Linked DNA regions of Zea mays: region 2 is linked to region 1. Evidence: chromatin contacts called from public Hi-C data. All regions are on one chromosome and are shown on one strand. The core of a region is the stretch at or near the end of the contact, and the rest is flanking DNA. Distances in the headings are between cores, read along the strand shown. Region 1 holds the start of LOC103627832 (putative protein kinase superfamily protein). Region 2 holds the start of LOC100281737 (peptide chain release factor 2).

Region 1 (2,758 bases), core at 131-2,630:
CCCGGAAGACGGCGAACTCCGCTCCGCCCGACCCCAGGGCTCGGACTCGGGCTAAGACCCGGAAGACGGCGAACTCCGCTCCGCCCGACCCCAGGGCTCGGACTCGGGCTAGGACCCGGAAGACGGCGAACTCCGCTCCGCCCGACCCCAGGGCTCGGACTCGGGCTAAGACCCGGAAGACGGCGAATCTCCGCCTCGCCCGACCCCAGGGCTCGGACTCCGCCCTGGCCTCGGCCAAACGATCTCCGCCTCGCCCGACCCCAGGGCTCGGACTCCGCCCTAGCCTCGGCCAAACGATCTCCGCCTCGCCCGACCCGGGGGCTCGGGCTCGGCCTCGGCAACGGAAGGCAGACTCGACCTCGACTTCGGAGGAGCCCCCACGTCGCCCTGCCTAGGGCACAGGTCCACCACGTCAACAGGAAGCGCCATCACCAACCTACCCCGAGCCGACTTGGGACACGAAGGACAAGACCGGCGTCCCATCTGGCCAGCTCCGCCGGATGGGCAATGATGGCGCCCCCCAAGCTCTGTGACGACGACGCCTCTTAGCTCTCTTACGGCAGCAGAGCGACGTCAGCAAGGAATCGACCGCTCCAACAACTGTCCCTCCGCCAGGCTCCGTCGCTCCTCCGACAGCCACGACATCACGCCAGCAAGGTGCCAAGACCTCTCCGGCTGCCACATTGGCATGTACCCAGGGCACTAGCTCTCTCTCTCTCCGCTAGACACGTAGCACTCTGCTACCCCCCGTTGTACACCTGGATCCTCTCCTTACGACTATAAAAGGAAGGACCAGGGCCTTCTTAGAGAAGGTTGGCCGCGCGGGACCGAGGACGGGACAGGCGCTCTCTTGGGGCCGCTCGCTTCCCTCACCCGCGTGGACGCTTGTAACCCCCCTACTGCAAGCGCACCTGACCTGGGCGCGGGACGAACACGAAGGCCGCGGGACTTCCACCTCTCTCACGCTCGACTCCGGCCACCTCGCCTCTCCCCCTTCGCGCTCGCCCACGCGCTCGACCCATCTGGGCTGGGGCACGCAGCACACTCACTCGTCGGCTTAGGGACCCCCCTGTCTCGAAACGCCGACACTAGTGTAACCTAGACCCCTAGCACGCCCGTATATATCATCTGACATTGAGTGGATCCACGATAAATCTAACACCTAGATAGGCACTGTGAGTCATATGGCTAACGACCAGAGAGTTGTACTTGTACACACAGTGAGACACTAGTGACGAGGCATGGACATCGCCGTATCCGTACATGACTGGTTCCAGACGCGTGTGCCGCCGCAGTACCCAGCCGCCCAGGCAACGTGACCAGCCGAGCCGAGCCGGAGCGGACGAGCCCCCGGCGTCGCGAGATAAAAAAAGATCGGGAGCAGAAGAGAAGAGAGCAGGAGCAGCCGGGCCTAAACAGAACAGAACAGAAAGGAAAGGAGAGACGCGTGTCCTCCCAGCCACTGCCACCCTCCCCCACCTCTGCCTCTCTCGACCCCACCCGACCCGGCGCGGAACCGGAGCCGCCCGCCCGCCCGCAGCCCCGCCGCGCCCCGAACGGTGCCGACGAGCTCCAGCAGCGCCCAATGGCGGCGGCCTTCCTCGCCCTGGAGCCCCGCGTGACATGATCCCTGGCTTGGCTCCCGAGCAGGGGAATATCCGCGCGAGCACCCCCACCCCCACACCCCAGCCATAGGGCCCCCCAATTCTCGCCTTCCCCACCGCAAATCCTTCTCGACTCCCGTATCTCCCCTCTCCTCCTCCGCCGCCTCGCGCGCCGCAATTGGCGTTGTGCTCGCGTGGACCCAGATCGCCGCCAGGTGCTCCTCTCTCTCGCTCGCTCGCTCGCGCGCGCGCGGATTATCTGAATTGTTTCATGCTCATCACTCGTTTTGTTTTGTCCTGCTTCCGCATCTGTTCGTTCGTTTTGGCTCTTCCCCTTACTCCAGTCCGGGGGAATTCAGGAGGGGGTTGTTTTTGGTACGGAGTGACGGTTTGAGATTTTGCGGTTGGGGGGTCGAGATTCGTGGAAGTCGTGGCATGCGGTTCCGCAGCTTCGCTCCAGGTGCTCCAGCCAGATTGCTGGAGCTCATTCCATAATTCTTCATATTTTGGAGTCTGATCGCAGTCCTTTGATTTCAGCACGCGTGCGTTAGCCTTGCAGCCCTTGCTTGGCCCTTCTAACGGAAAGTTGTTCAGCATGCATCAACGTACTTTGTTTCCTGCGTATCTGGATTGTTGTGGGAATTTAGGTCATTATTTGTGGTCAGTGAAGGCTCACCCTGTGCGGGATCAAATTTGTGGGCTTTCCTTCTCGACAACAGATGACTTCTGCATTTGTTTTTTTTTGGGAACCCTTTATTATTTGTGGCCCTTGTTTTTTTATGGTAAATCGTTGGAGAACTGGGTAGAGGCAGGATTTTCTAAGGTGCAATTCAGCTATTGGATGGAATTGCAAAATACACTACTCCTATATATGTGGTAATAACTCTGTGATTTGGTAACGGAGCTTCGTGTAGATCAGTTACTTGTGTGATGGAGATGCATACTTCACTTTTTTTCCTGCCTTCCTTTAATGCATTAATAACTGTTTTTGTGCCCCCTTTCAACAGGAAGTGTCTAATTGGTGGTGCGCATAGGACTGGCTGGATTTCAATCGTGATAATACTGATATACGGAGACTCATTGCTGATCCAGTGAGCCTATTCGCGCCAACTTGATTACAGCCTTTCTCACACAAGTATGGCGCCCTCTGCTGC
Region 2 (2,758 bases), core at 133-2,632, 150 kb after region 1:
TCTAGATGGAGCGGTTAGCTGAAAAATTCTTACAAACATAATGAAATTATTAAGGGAGACACAAAATAAACCTCAATGAAGCAAGAACAAGAGTCATTGTCTCCAGAAAGTAACGCATTAAGTTCTTTCTCCTTTGCACTTCTTCTCATATCAGCTAAAGCCTTCATGCTTTCCTGCACAAAACAGTTAAAATAACAGTTGAAACAGGTAGATGATCAGCACAAAGGATGGAAAATAGATTCGTGCTGTAATTTCAAACTTCATATCATGTAATGAGCATTGTACTCACCATCTCAAGTTCATTATCGTTTTCTTCACGTGCAAGCCGTAGCATCTCAATGTGTTCAATCAATTCCTGCTCAAATTGGTTCACTGACTTAATCTTGCCCATGAGCTCACCCTGCTCACGGCTAACCCTCCCAGCAAAAACTGGGTCTTCCCAGAGGTCTGGCTTCTCCAACACCACAGCCAATTGCTTCGTTCTCTCAAGTATCCATCCCCACTGAACAAATCAAAACAATGCCCAATTCGGGCCGGATAATTTAGCCCAGTTAGCGAGCATAAACACACCCCACACATAAGATGTTCGCTCAAATGCCTAGACGAATCAAGAACTTAACTGCACATACAAATAAAAAAATGCCAAATTCAGACGGGATAAAAACGTTCAGTTAGCGAGCATAAACACACTACGGACATAAGATGTTCGCTCAAATGCCTGAATGAATCAAGAACCTACGAGTAAGATACACATCCTTGCGCAACCATAGAAGTCAATTTGGCCAACGGAAAAACACTGAATTTCGGGTGTCATGTGAATATTGTACCTTGAGGCGCTTTTTGATGACCTTGACTGACTGTGCGACGGCCGCGGCATGGCTGCGCCAGTCGCTCTCGGCTTCGGGAAGAATCGTCCACCCCTTGTCGGCGATTGAGTCTACAGTCAGGCCGTCCGCGGTCATCGGAGCCTCCGCCACCGCCTCCGAGGACGGAGAGGAGAGCCACCGCATCGGAACGCGGAGCAGAGTGGAGTCAGCGGCGTGGGGGAGGCCATCAGTGGGCCCCAAGAGGGACGCCAAGGCAGGGCCACGGGTGAGGAGGCAGGGAGTAATGCCTGGCGTCTTGCGGTGGAGGTGGGAAACGAGGCGCGACGCCGCTGATCTGGTTAAGAGGCGGGAGGCCATTTTTCGTGGGCTTCGAACGTGCTCGCCGCCGCTATGTGGCTCACTTCGCGCACAGGCACAGCCCCTCTATACGGGATAGCTCCTCAGTCCTCACCATCGCCGCCGCGCACGTGGTCGCCGCCGCCACCGCTCGGGACCTGCTGCTTGACTGACTGCCACAGTTATCTGCGAGAGGAGGAATTTGGATGCGCCGCTGCCCGCTGGAGCCCCGCTCGAGTTTTTTTTTTCTCTTCTATTTTTGTGTTTTAAACTATTTCTGAAGATAACATTACTACACCAGAATGATTTTATTCCTAAAATTAACCTGTTTGACCACGTCAATCATTTTACCGCAGCTAAACAATGATGAGAGGATATTAAATCACTTTTTATTCAATTTTAAATAGGTCTTAGGTACTTTTTGGTTCCCTTAGTCACTAGGTTAAATTTTAGTGACTACAGTTTAGTCGCTAAATGTCGGCGTTTCGACCCGGGGTCACCGGACCGACGAGTAAATTGTCGCCGCGTGCCCCAGCCCAGATGGATCGGCGCGAGACGGAGCGCGAAGGGGGGGAAAGCCGGAGGGAGACAGGCATAAAAGGGGAAACCCGCGGCCTTCGTGTTTGTCCCGCGCCCAGGTCGGGTGCGCTTGCAGTAGGGGTTACAAGCGTCCGCGCGGGAGGGAGCGAGAGGCCTGTGCGCGCGCCGTCCCGTCCTTCCCCGCGCGGCCAACCCTCCGTAAGAGGGCCCTGGACTTTCTTTTTATAGGCGTAAGGAGAGGGTCCAGGTGTACGATGAGAGATGTAGCAGTGTGCTAACGTGTCTAGCAGAGAGGAGCTAGTGCCCTAAGTACATGTCGTCGTGGCAGCCGGAGAGGTTTTGGCACCCTGTTCGTGTGATGTCGTGGCTGTCGGAGGAGCGCTGGAGCCTGGTGGAAGGACAGCTGTCGGGGTTGTCGAGTCCTTGCTGACGTCTCCTTGCTTCCGTAAGGGGGCTGAGAGCCGCCGTCATCATGGAGCACGCGGGGCGCCATCATTACTTGTTTTACCGGGGCGAGCCAGATAGGATGCCGGTCTTGTCCCCCGTAGCCAGGGCTAGCTAGGGGTAGGGTAATGATGGCCCCTCCTGTGGCGTGGTCGGTCCGAGCCCTGGGTAGGGCGAGGCGGAGGCTCCTCCGAGGTCGAGGTCGAGTCTGTCTTCCGAGGTCGAGGCCGAGTCCGAGCCCTTGGGTCGGGCGAGGCGGAGTTTGTCGTCTTCCGGGGCCGAGCCCGAGTCCGAGCCCTGGGGTCGGGCGAGGCGGAGTTCGTCGTCTTCCGGGGCCGAGCCCGAGTCCGAGCCCGAGCCCTGGGGTCGGGCGAGGCAGAGCTTCCTATGGCGCCCGAGGCCGGACTTGGCTGCTGTCAGCCTCACTTTGTCGAGTGGCACAACAGTCGGAGCGGCGCAGGCGGCGCTGTCCTCTTGTCAGGCCGGTCAGTGGAGCGGCGAAGTGACTGCGGTCACTTCGGCTCTGTCGACTGAAGGACGCGCGTCAGGATAAGGTGCCAGGCCTTCTTTGCATTAAATGCTCCTGCGATACGGTCGGTCGTCGTGGTGAT

The links. A called contact is a pair of places that touch in the nucleus more often than the background predicts.
Region 2: a Hi-C map of root tip shows a contact between it and region 1, with 3 times the contacts expected there. The contact joins the promoter of LOC100281737 here to the promoter of LOC103627832 in region 1. A contact is called at or near these places in 2 of 25 Hi-C or Micro-C datasets (leaf and root tip).

What each region holds. Positions count from the first base shown.
Region 1 is chr5:220,915,381-220,918,138 of Zm-B73-REFERENCE-NAM-5.0, forward strand. It overlaps LOC103627832 (putative protein kinase superfamily protein), which reads left to right and starts at 1,381. Exons shown (of 10, transcript XM_020538722.3): 1 at 1,381-1,819; 2 at 2,612-2,758. The coding sequence starts at 2,742.
Region 2 is chr5:221,063,117-221,065,874 of Zm-B73-REFERENCE-NAM-5.0, forward strand. It overlaps LOC100281737 (peptide chain release factor 2), which reads right to left and starts at 1,383. Exons shown (of 7, transcript NM_001154657.2): 1 at 828-1,383; 2 at 290-502; 3 at 72-173. The coding sequence starts at 1,184.